Regions from separate parts of the Triticum aestivum genome. Here region 2 is linked to region 1. Evidence: chromatin contacts called from public Hi-C data. All regions are on one chromosome and are shown on one strand. Each heading gives the region's core, a stretch centred on a gene start, on an enhancer-like site or on the middle of the called end of the contact. The rest is flanking DNA. Distances are from core to core; before and after follow the strand shown. Region 1 holds the start of LOC123190979 (protein DJ-1 homolog D). Region 2 holds the start of LOC123190983 (probable adenylate kinase 6, chloroplastic).

What was found. Hi-C and Micro-C count contacts between places; a contact is called where the count stands out from the background.
Region 2: a Hi-C map of leaf shows a contact between it and region 1, with 4 times the contacts expected there. The contact joins the promoter of LOC123190983 here to the promoter of LOC123190979 in region 1. A contact is called at or near these places in 3 of 5 Hi-C or Micro-C datasets (all in leaf) and 1 of 1 datasets of contacts at active chromatin or transcription factors (leaf).

Annotation. Positions count from the first base shown.
Region 1 is chr2A:759,902,371-759,908,564 of IWGSC CS RefSeq v2.1, forward strand. LOC123190979 (protein DJ-1 homolog D) reads left to right here and starts at 2,756. Exons shown (of 6, transcript XM_044603713.1): 1 at 2,756-2,994; 2 at 3,128-3,244; 3 at 5,761-6,194. The coding sequence starts at 2,941. It overlaps LOC123190978 (zinc finger CCCH domain-containing protein 32), which reads left to right. Exons shown (of 3, transcript XM_044603712.1): 3 at 1-1,894. The coding sequence ends at 1,560.
Region 2 is chr2A:760,088,495-760,094,373 of IWGSC CS RefSeq v2.1, forward strand. LOC123190983 (probable adenylate kinase 6, chloroplastic) reads left to right here and starts at 3,886. Exons shown (of 4, transcript XM_044603717.1): 1 at 3,886-4,331; 2 at 5,358-5,498; 3 at 5,723-5,879. The coding sequence starts at 4,032. It overlaps LOC123190982 (polyamine oxidase 4), which reads left to right. Exons shown (of 8, transcript XM_044603716.1): 6 at 1-131; 7 at 399-828; 8 at 912-1,512. The coding sequence ends at 1,232.

The DNA of each region.
Region 1 (6,194 bases), core at 1,506-4,005:
TCAGTTAATAGGGCTGCAGGGAATTTTGCCAGGACAGCTGCAGCTGCTATACCAGCTGAACTAGCTTCCAGTGCAGTGAAATCTTTGCCCAAGTCAGGGAGCGTACAAAACAGCATGCCAGCAGTGAATAAAAGTTTCAGAACCTCTTCAGGCGAGGATCATCCTGAGTGCTATCAGAACAATCTTCCTGTGGAAACTGATCCTATGCAAGATTGGAATCAACCTTACCATACACCTCCTCAGGATGACATGCCCGAGGACAGTAGAGATGCTGATGACTTATTGGGGGAGTCTTCGCCTGGTTTTGATGTTCTTGTGGCCAATGATGCAGATGCTGGTGCTTATATGCACGACCCTGACGATTTTGGAAGGGATATATATCCAGTAGAAGATTATGAATATGCTCCGGCTGATTTTGAAATCCAGCCTCATCATGAAAGAGAGCTATTCAACGGAATGGGTGAGCAAGGACCGATCGGACAAATGTATGATGGCTATGACAGGAAACGTCGTAGAACATCTTCTGAGAGGAACTTGGACAGACCTTCCTATTCAGAAAGGAGGTCTCGGCAGAGAGAGACTGGTCCTGTCGAGATAGATGGATCAGATTTACGTCACCGGCTCCGCAGGAGAAAAATAAATGGGTCTCCTGGCATCAGCCCAGAACGCAGTGGAGAGTCGCGTCGGAGGGATGACCGCTACAGGGAAAGGGCATATGATGGTCACCGTACACACAGAGATCGCCATCAGGGCCCTCGAGGGAGCACCCTAAGCTCCCGTCTGCAAGGCAGAATAAAGCTTCCTGGAAGATCACCTGATAGAGTAGATGCTCGCTCCGAGAGAGAGCGAGATAGAAGACAACTCCGGGACAGGCTGTCTCCGGTTGTGCCTATGGATATTCAGGGTGGCAGGCATCGGGAGGCAGGGCATCATCAAGAGAGGATCAGGCAGAGATCAAGCGAACGTGCTTCAAGTGCCAGGATTGCTGATGGCAAGCATTCGAGACAGAATGTAACAGATTCACTCAACTTCGCCAGCCGGAAAGACTTTGGTCCGGAGTCTCGGAAGGCGAATGGAAGTGTTCAATCTGAAGCATCTCTTGATTTTGAAGGCCCAACGCCTCTCAGCGTCATCTTACAGAGGAAACGACAGGCTGCATGCGGCAATGGCAATGGCTCATCTGCCCACAATGTCAAAGAAGATAAATCTGCTGCGGTCTCTCACAGGCAGGCTGAATCTCTGGTTGAAGCTGAGAAGGAGGGCTATGACAACACTATCAGTTCTGAAGAATGCAAGAGTAGATCAGGTGATGAAGAATATAAAGAGGAAGGCCAGGTCCCTGCATCTTCGTCGCACGGTGACAAAGCTGAGGCTGAAGATATGATTGAAGTGGAAAATCAAGAGGCTGATAACTATGAGCAGAGGCAGGGGGAGTCGGAGTATGAGGCGACCGAAGGCTATGAGTACAAATCCGAAGATGAGAATGCATATCAAGACGACGAGGAAGAGTTTGAGGACGACGATGATTTTGCCCGGAAAGTCGGGGTCGTCTTCTCTTGAGCTTCTGGCTTTGATTTTCTTGGCGCTTCTTCAGGCCAGGCTGAAATGCTTGATTTCCCCTCTAGTGATTGATTGATCCTCTTGGATGAATTCTTGTGGCGCTCCATGTTTGTGTTTCAAGTTGATAGCGCCAAAAAGGCCTGGTCTTTCCCGGGGCTTATGAGCGATAACTGATATTATAAATATAGGTCAGGCATTGAGCGAGGTAGATGATTATTGGATAAACGAGAAAGTAATCTTTACGTGTAAAAACAGCTGCTGCACTTTGTTGAGCGTATCCTGGAACTCTGTATTGTATTGGTTTGATTACTAACATGATGATACCCCATTGATATTTTTGTGCCTGAGATGGATAATATAACACCCCCCTCCAACTTGGAGGGCATCCTTTCCTTTCCTTCACAGAAGAAAAAAGCTTTGATTCTCTAAGCTCCATTTGCCTGGATGCATGTGTGGATATATTTGATTGCGAAATCATTTTGCTTCATGAGTTTATTTGTGACAGTGTGGGAGTACCTGCTGATCATGTTTCTGTGACGAGCACATCTATCTGAATAAGTACCTGCTCTTCATTCTTTGAGCTTATAACTGGATCTGGATCTGGGTGGGGATCAGTGGTGCTGTTGGTTGTAGTACTAGTTTATCTATCCATGACTATCTGTCTGCAGTTGGAAGTCAACTGAGTATAATTCCTGATCTTGTGCGATGCCAAATGATCCAATCGGGACACAAGTTGAGTATAATGTAGGTGATGGAATCAAGAGTTTTGGCTATTTTTGCACTGGCCATGGGCAAACCAGCAACTTGGAAGATATGACAGTACACAAATAATTTGATATAATCCGATCTTGCTTGCCACGAGATTGTTAGTGTATTAGGGCAATCTCAAGAGCTCACATGCTGCTGCCCTGGCAGATCTTGCTGATCATGTGCTCGCACGTTAAGCATGTACTAGCAGTATAATATACTACCTCTGTCCCGAATTAGTTATCTTGGATAGTGTTAAGATACCATCTGTTCGAATGTCAAATGGTGGTAAGATGAGATAGTTTCAGGATAGTGAAAATGTGCAGACGTTGGATCAAAATACCCTTTATAGTTTCAGAGAGAGGATACTAATGCATTTTCTCTAAAAAAGGAAAATGCATAAAAAAGCAAAATTTGTTTCTTTTTTAAGTTAAGAAAAAAAAACAATTTTTATGATGGAACGGAGGCTCTTCTGGATGACTCTCCCGTGGCATATAGCGCCGGCCGCTCGCCCCGTCCCGTCCCGAGGAGAGGAGAGGCTTCCAGAGTCGACAGTCCAGTCCAGGCTTTGGTTGGAGGGAACTCGGCGAAATCCGGAGCGTCTCGCGTGCGCGTTGGGGAGTGTCAGCCGCCATGGCCGCCAAGAGGGTGCTCCTGCTCTGCGGAGACTACATGGAGGACTACGAGGTCTCCATCTTATCCTCCTCCCCTTCTGTGCACAGATCAAATCGATTCCCCTTCTACCACTACTTCGTTTCCTGCGTCCTGATTCCGGCTTGTTAACTGGTTTCTTTCTTGGGTCGATGGATGGGTGGATCAGGCCATGGTCCCGTTCCAGGCGCTGCAGGCGTACGGGGTGTCCGTCGACGCCGTCTGCCCCGGCAAGAAGGCCGGCGACGCCTGCCCCACCGCCGTCCACAAGCCCATCGGCCACCAGGTGCGTCCTCGGATCAGTTTCCCCCGTCTGCTGTTTCTGTGTAGTTGGTACTGTATGTTCCAGTGGATAGGGTTTGGCCGGGTTGGAGTAGTGAGAAGAGCAGGACATATTTAATCATTTAACACGGCCAGTTAGTTTGGGAGATGCATTCTTATGCAACACGAATTCCTTTTGTTTGTAAAGTGCACACGACCTGACTAATCTCTAAGACGAAATTCTCTAAGTCAGCCTGTGTTCTGTAAGGGGGAAACCCCTGTGGTAACTGTCTGTAGGAAGCCATCATCGTTTGAACAGATGAAATGGTGTAACAGCGCATAATTCATTACTCTACAAAACATTCCCAGCTTATCCAGATGCCATGTTCACATCCACTGGATGGCTGTACAAATTTGAGCATCCCCTCGGCATTTAATGCTATGTAATTGGATGGTCGTACAAATTTGTTCAGGGTTTTACAGTCTCGGTCTCATAATTAAGTCAATATGTCTAAAACAAAATCGTACAGCTCATACAGTACAGTACAATGCAACATTGAGGGAGTAGGGTAATGGCACTTACATGCAGTTGTGTAGTAGATGTACTGAAATGAGGGCGTATGTATGCTGTAGGTATACTGAACCAACAATTACACCTTCATATTATGGACTAGATGAATGGAAGCAGCTGTTCGGAGTTGGTAGTTTGTGCATTTTTTAATATGCAAGCATGATTGGTTAGTGTTCAAGTAACAAGTCTATCAAATACTCCCTCCGTCCCATAATATAAGAGCGTTCTTGACACGTGCTGTCATAATTTTCTTTTCGTTCAGTACTTGTTGAGGCTATCATAATTTTCTTTTACTCGAAATTCTGCTTGGATTTTCTAATTATGCATTCCCCCTGATTAATGCTTAAAACTAAAGTTGGTCATTGGATCTTTTTTGTTTAGGCGAATTTTAAATATTGGTCTGTACATGCTTGATATGAAAGGAGGGATTTATCTAATGAACTACACATATGGTTTCACATTCCACCACTGTGCTCACAATTTAGGCTCCTTTGATTCACAGGGTTTGGAAAGCGTAGGAATAGAAAATGTACAGGAATATGATGTACTGTCCACTGAAATACTACGTCGGGTAGCAAAACAGAGGATTTTTTTCATGAAGTCCAACCTCATGCTTGTTTTCCTGTGAAAATGAACTAGGAAGTTCCTATAGGATTGGTTCCTGAGGAATGTAATCCTGTGAATCAAACAACATGTAAAGGGAAAATTCCAGAGGATGTCAATCCTGCAAAATTCCTAGGAAAATCCTGTGAATCAAAGGAGGCCTTAAATGCTGTATATTTTACTCACTAATACGTCTTGAACAATCTAAAAAATATATAGCTTGGTTTATCTTTGTAACTCCTTATCTGATTTTTCCATTTTCCACATTGTTGTGTCTATTTTCTCAGTGTTGGTCCTGTGTAAATACTTGATCTTAGGGGTCTCTGTATTGCATATACACGGAACTTTTAATTTGTCTCAAATGCTCAGTTGTAAAAACCAGCCATGCTGGCGGTTCTTTTTATCAGTGTGATGGTATGCTAACTGTTTCTGATATAATTCTGCTCTAAAAGCCCTACACTAATTTTGTCTTGTGGATACACCACGCAGACAAATTCTGACTCAAAAGGTCATAACTTTACCCTAATTTTCTCTGGACGGTATTGCTCCTGTCTAAATACTTGGTCTCAACTAAAAATACGTGTAGATACATCCATTTCTGCGTCAAGTAATTCGGGACGGAGGGAGTAACATATTTCTTCCTACAGTTCCACTTCTCTTATATATACTTGAGTCTTAAATAAGCACTGAATGTTTAAGTGTTGGTGTGTACACATTTATATAATGAATAACTAAACAGGTGATTTCACATGTCATCTTCCGTGCTCACAATTAAAATTTAGCACTTTCTACTCATCAGTACACCTTGATCTTAGTGGTCCGTGTATTGTACTATCATACTAATTCTTCCTACAGTTCTACCTCTCTTACATACACTTGAGTCTTAATTATGCACTGAATCAGTGTTAGTGTGTACATGTCTGACATAAAAGGATACGTAATGAAGAAATACACAGATGATTTTGTACTTCACCTACCGTGGTCACAACTGAATTGTAGTACTTTCTACTCATCAGTACATCTTGAACAATTCCAGCTGTTGAATATCTGTTGAACTGTTTATCTGTTTCCGTTCTTCTTTTCCCACATTGTTGTGCTATTAGCCCTGTTTTCGCCAAAAGGTATTGCTCCTGTGTAAATACTTGGTCATAGGGGTCCCTGTGTTGTCACATAAATTTTTCTTGCTGTTCTGCTAGCATACTCTTGAATTGGCAAGGAATATCATCTAATCTGTGTGGAATGGTCGGTTTTAAGAAAGCAGCCATGTTGGTGGTTCTTTTTATGAGTGTGATGGTACCTCAAATCTTTGTGACATAGTACTGCCCTAAAAGTCTGCACTAATTTTATCTTCTGTATATATGATGCAGACATATGCAGAGTCAAAAGGTCATAACTTTGCACTTAATGCTTCATTTGATGAGGTTGACGCTGCTGCATATGATGGATTGGTAATTCCTGGAGGCCGTGCACCAGAATACCTTGCGATGGATGAAAAAGTGCTTGCCTTAGTTAGGAAGTTCTCTGACGCTAAGAAGGCTATTGCATCAGTTTGCCATGGACAGCTGATTCTGGCAGCAGCAGGAGTTGTCAGGGACCGTACATGCACCGCGTATCCTGCTGTCAAGCCAGTTTTGGTTGCTGCTGGGGCCAAGTGGGTTGAAGCTGACACTATGAAGAAATGCGTCGTTGATGGTAATCTCGTCACTGCAGCGGCTTACGACGGTCACCCTGAATTCATCAGCCTGTTTGTGAAAGCACTTGGAGGCTCCGTCGCAGGCGCAGACAAAAGGATTCTGTTCCT
Region 2 (5,879 bases), core at 2,636-5,135, 190 kb after region 1:
GCAGATGAAATATCTCTGAAAAACTGGGATCAGGAACATGTTCTCACTGGTGGCCATGGTCTGATGGTTGATGGATACTTACCTGTAATTCAGGCTCTCGCTCAAGGTCTTGACATCCGTCTGAATCAGAGGTGTGTATTATTCTTTTCTTTCCCAACATACATATGCCGCACACTAAATAATTTCAGCATGTCTATCACACATCTTTTATACTGTCATGATGGTGCCCAAGTACATTTGGAATTTAAGTTAAACATGTTATCTGAGTGAAATCATCAGTTTGAAACTTCCATGTGTTCTGCCTCAGAGTTAAATCATCATTTTCTTTGAAGTACTCCTGCTAATCGCAGTTGGTAGATACATTTACTTACCTTTGTTACTGCTATATATTTATTCAGAGTAAAGAAAATTGCACGCCAGCAGAAGGGAGTGACAGTCACCATCGAGGATGGCACACAATACTCGGCCGACGCCTGCATAATCACTGTGCCGCTCGGTGTGCTGAAGGCGAACATAATCAAGTTCGAGCCCGAGCTGCCATCCTGGAAGAGCTCCGCCATCGCCGACCTTGGTGTCGGCATTGAAAACAAGGTTGCCATGCACTTCGACAAAGCCTTCTGGCCGAATGTGCAGGTGCTGGGCATGGTCGGCCCGACGCCCAAGACGTGCGGCTACTTCCTGAACCTCCACAAGGCCACCGGCCACCCAGTGCTTGTCTTCATGGCAGCCGGTCGGTTCGCCCAGGATGTGGAGAAGCTCTCGGACAAGGAGGCTGTGGAACTCGTCATGTGTCACCTGAGGAAGATGATACCCGACGCAACTGAACCCGTATGTTCTTGTCACCACTCTCTGTGACTTCTGAATTCTGACCATGGCGATTGTGAACTGATGATCGATGTTGGATTTTGCAGAACAAGTACCTGGTGTCGCGGTGGGGGTCAGACCCGAACTCGCTGGGGTCCTACTCGTGCGACCTGGTGGGGAAGCCGTCGGACGTGTGCGAGAGGTTCTCGGCGCCGGTGGAGAGCGTGTTGTACTTCGCCGGAGAGGCGGCCAGCGCGGAGCACTCTGGTGCGGTGCACGGCGCCTACTCATCTGGGATGGAAGCTGCAGAGGAATGCCGGAGGAGGTTGCTGATGAGTAAGGGCGTTCCAGACCTCGTCCAGGTCGCTGGCGCCGCCTGCGAGGAGATGGCCGACGTCGTCGCCCCTCTCCAGATTTGCCGCACCTAGAGATGATTCTTCTTCGATACAGCTGCGTTCTGCCATGCCCGATTGGTTTGATGATTGACAGAAGCCGATCAATGTGCAGTCGATCAGTCCGAGTCGGCAGAACGCAAGATTGAATTCAGATTATTTTTGACATTTTCTATTTCTCGTGTTGCTTGGAATCAAGAAACCTTGTAGGGATGCCCGAGCTGCTGTGCACTCTGGACACTAGATTTATAGTGTTACCTATTGTTATGCTCGTCATCAATCAATAAATATAATACAGTTGATATTTGGGGATTAATGAATCTTGTGGTGGTTCTTTCATTACAACATGAATAGCAGGCACGCATTTCTGGTTCTGGTCGGCATGAATAACTTTGATTTGCAACTGGTACATATTCATTTTAGCCATCGTTGTTCATCTTCGTGTCATATTCCTCTTTCCTAGCATGTTCAGAAAGCAGCATCCTCTGTTTTTGGACATAGCAGGTGCTGATAGTTATTTTGAGCAGACAAGAGATAGTGTTGCCATTCTTGGGTGTCTCCTTTGCAAAAGATCATCGTAGCTACCAGCTGATTGTAGCTGGCTTGCAAAGAGCATCTCTATAAAAGAGTCCTGGAAAGTTTGTGGATATTGTTACTGAGATTTCTAATATTGTGATTTCTTTTGATTGGTGAAGAGAGCAAACGGATAGATTGCATCCGTTGGAAGTGGAATTTGTTGCCCTTGGTAGCACAAGTTCTGCTTTGGCCATATCCATGAGCTAACAACTGTTCTTAAAATTATATTCAAAACAAACATGTTCATTCTCAACTTCAACTTAATCCAGTTGAGTACCTATTGCAGATGCGAGGAGAGGACATGTAGCTGTACCAGTGTAGTGTATGGTATTTTAAATTATACAGGGTTGTAATTAGAGTTTTGCATCATGATGTAAGCAACATTATGTTTTTTTTTCAGATATTGTAGGCCAGTTCTTATTTTAAGCAATTGTTCCATACAACATAAATTTCATATTCCAAATGGTTCATGCACCAAATTAAAGAGTACAATAAAACAATAAGTAGTTTATATGCCAACTATGCCCCATGCCCGATAAAACATTGAACAATACAAAAACAGGGTACTCATCCATATTATATCAACCTAACACGATGAGTTGCAAATTGCAGTGTGAAGCCATCATTAGTTTTGTAGTTATTTATCCATTCAAGAGATGGCCAATGAACTCTGTTGATTTTCCAGATGTATAAGAATGGTTGAGAACAAATTCCGTTCTGCCATGCTTGAATCGAACAGTCCAACAACTGACAAAAGGAGTACCTTTTGACAAAGAGTGAATTTTATTGGCTCAAGATGGACCATCGAGAGAATACAAACACAAAGAGCATAATCTGGTCTCTGCACAACTTGAATGCACACAACCAACACCAATGCACGCACACGAAAAACACGCCGGCAAATAGTAAATTCATATACGACCAAAACTATGCATGGACGAGGAAAAAAAACTTCAAAGCGATTAAATATGTGGTCGACAAACTGCAACAATGACCATATTCACACAACAATCTGATGACACCGCATGGACGACGCGATTCTTCAATATCAATGCCTTCAGAAAGGGACCGACGCTTAAACGTCGTCGCCGCCGGATCCAACCACCAAAGGTCAGAATCAAGTTTTCACCTTAAAGATCCGGTCCAAGCATATCTGAGCAATGCTTTCAACAAGATAATGACATGAAAACATTGCCATTGGCAGGTAGAACCAACTCAGGTCAGACCTATGCTTTCACCTCAGAGCTCGAGTAGCACCACCATTGAAGTCACACATGCGATGCGAACGCTGCCGCTGCACAACCATCTCTCCGCATCAACTTGTCGTCCATAGTTTGCATTTCACTGCCAAAGTCAACCACTAGATTTGGAGAAAGAAACCCTCAGAAAGATCTTTGGATGGCCACAATAGTCTGTAGCGAGGCCATCGCAGTAGGCTAGAGCGGTTGCCACAATGACCATCACTGACGGCGGAGCGCACCATTGCCGACTACCACCTCGTCAGAGAGAGCTCTGTCCATGCCTGTCGGCGCAGGGCCCGACATGACCGAAAATGGAGCACGAGACGTAGATCAACATCGCCCGCGTGCCAACACTAGATCAACAACGCACAACCTCCGGATCAGCGACATACCTCCCGACCGGAGCACAACGCTGCCAACCCCGCTAGACGCTGGCATCTCCTACGTGCCCATGACCATCGCTCCAGAGGAGCTCTGCAGGGTCACTGCTCGTTGCCCTCATTCATAGGGCCTTGTGTCGCCACCCTTCCATGGGGTGGATTTGCGCTCATCGGCGAGCTCCCAGTGATCCGCCGCAAGACGGCCACATCCCTCTTGGCTCTTGGGCACCTTCAGCCGCGATGGAGAATGCTCAAGCAGAAGCGGGCACGAGAAGGATTCTCCGACCGCGACTGCAGCTTGCGACGGACGGACGGACGGACGGGTGGAAGAGAAGTGCACGCCAGCATGCGCGCGGTGACGTCGCCGCTCCGGCGTATCGAGGCCGACGGCGACGCGTCCGGCGCCACAGACCGTCCTACGTGCCGCGCGGAACCTACCGAGATATTCCCGGGAGAAATTTCTTTCCTATTTCGCCCACCGCCGCTCGGATCGGCGCGGGGCCCGCCACGTGTTAGGCGCCCCCGTCGTCGTCTCCGACTCGACTCGAACGCGAGGCAGCAGCAGCAGCAGGGCGAGGAAAAAGGGCGACCGACGGAAAATATCTCCGGCTCGTTCGTCTCCACCAGGGGCCGGCGAGATGTCGTCCGCGATGTCCCGCGCGATCCGGGCGTGCGCGGCCGGGGCGTCGAGGAGGGGCCTGGCGTCCGTGGAGGCGATGGGGGCGGCCAAGGGGGCGCCGCCCGCGGCCGGGCGCGGGCGCGGCGGCCCGGGGCCCGTGGAGGACGGGGCGCGGGTGCAGTGGGTGTTCCTCGGCTGCCCCGGGGTCGGCAAGGGCACCTACGCTGGCCGCCTCTCGCGGCTGCTCGGCGTGCCCCACATCGCCACCGGCGACCTCGTCCGCGACGAGCTCGCCTCCTCAGGCCCGCTCGCCAAGCAGGTAGTATTCCAGTTCCTCGCGCTCAATCCTGCGTGGTGATTTTCGTACAAGAATTGATAGCTAGAGAGTAGAGATCCCCTCTGATGTTGACGAAAGGGAGCCTAAGGATAGTTTTACCTGCAAGTGTTCCCCTGCATCAGCTACCAAATCAGCAACAATCATGACCGCTCTTAGTGCAGAAAGAGGGCTTTAATTTGTATGAGAGTCCACAAATCCGACCACATGGCAGCGCAAATCCTGTATCATCGTCGCAACCCAGCTTGCCGCCATTATTTTTTGGTGATGCAATCCGTAGGCACATGATGCATCACATCCAGTTAGACGACGCCAGCAGTTTGTTTGGGGTGCAAAACTCCCGATGGAGAACATCCAATTGGTCACTACGAAACACAGCAGCTGCACCATGCTATTAAGCACATGCTCAACACTTCAGCAGTCGGCACACCTGCAGCAGACTGATGATATATACTGACAAACTGTTTTCCGTGCGGTCGGTTCGTTGCAAACAAGCTGGAATTTGTTACCTTATAGAACAAGTTCTTGAAACAGATAGTACTACGGTTAATTCAGTCTGAAAACCCTCACAAGAAGCTTATAGAACAAGTTTTTGAAACAGATATTACTACTGTTAACTCAGTCTGAAAACCCTCACACGATTGTGAAGTCTGTAAGACAATCCATTAGGGCTGGTTATGAAACCTGAGTGCAAGGATGTGCAACTTGCTCGGTCGATGGTTGCAGCTTAGGATAGATTGTTTGATTGAACCCTTTTATGACTGTTTAGTTCTGTGCTGCTACACTTCCAGCAGCAGAGGCATGAATGAATGATTGATGATAAGGCCCAAATAAATAAGACTAACCTGTAGGTTGTGTACAGTTTCAGAATAACAATGTTAATTTTGATTCTAGTTAACAATATGGAACTTGATTCTAGTAAGGGAAGCCAAATCAGCATAACACCAACTAGTTCAACTCTGTTTTACCACTTCCACTTTGTTGATTGTCTTATGTCTGCTTTGTTTCCAGCTTTCGGAGATTGTGAATCATGGAAAACTGGTGTCTGATGAGATCATCATAAATCTGCTGTCAAAGCGCCTCGAGGAGGGAGGAGACAAGGGTGAATTAGGGTTCATACTTGATGGTTTTCCAAGAACTATAAGACAAGCGGTGAGCTAGTTATTTGACCTGGTTGTAATTATGCAAGGCATATATAATTGCAACAAATGTGGAACTTCATTCTAGTAATAGTTTTGATGTACCATAGTTCATGTCTATGGTTGAGATCATCTGAGTCTTCAAACTTATCTGCAGTTTTTTGTTGATAAAAAAGAACTTATCCGCTCATATCGCGTGACAGTTCCCAAACTAAATTGTATAGTGTGGTTTGTTAGGAAATACTGGAGGGAGTCACAGATATTGATTTGGTGATCAATCTCAAACTTCGAGAAGAGGCTCTGCTTGCAAAATGCGTTGGTAGAAGGAAGTGCAGCCAGTGTGGAGGAAACTTCAATGTGGCCTCCATTGACATTGAGGGTGAGAATGGTGGGC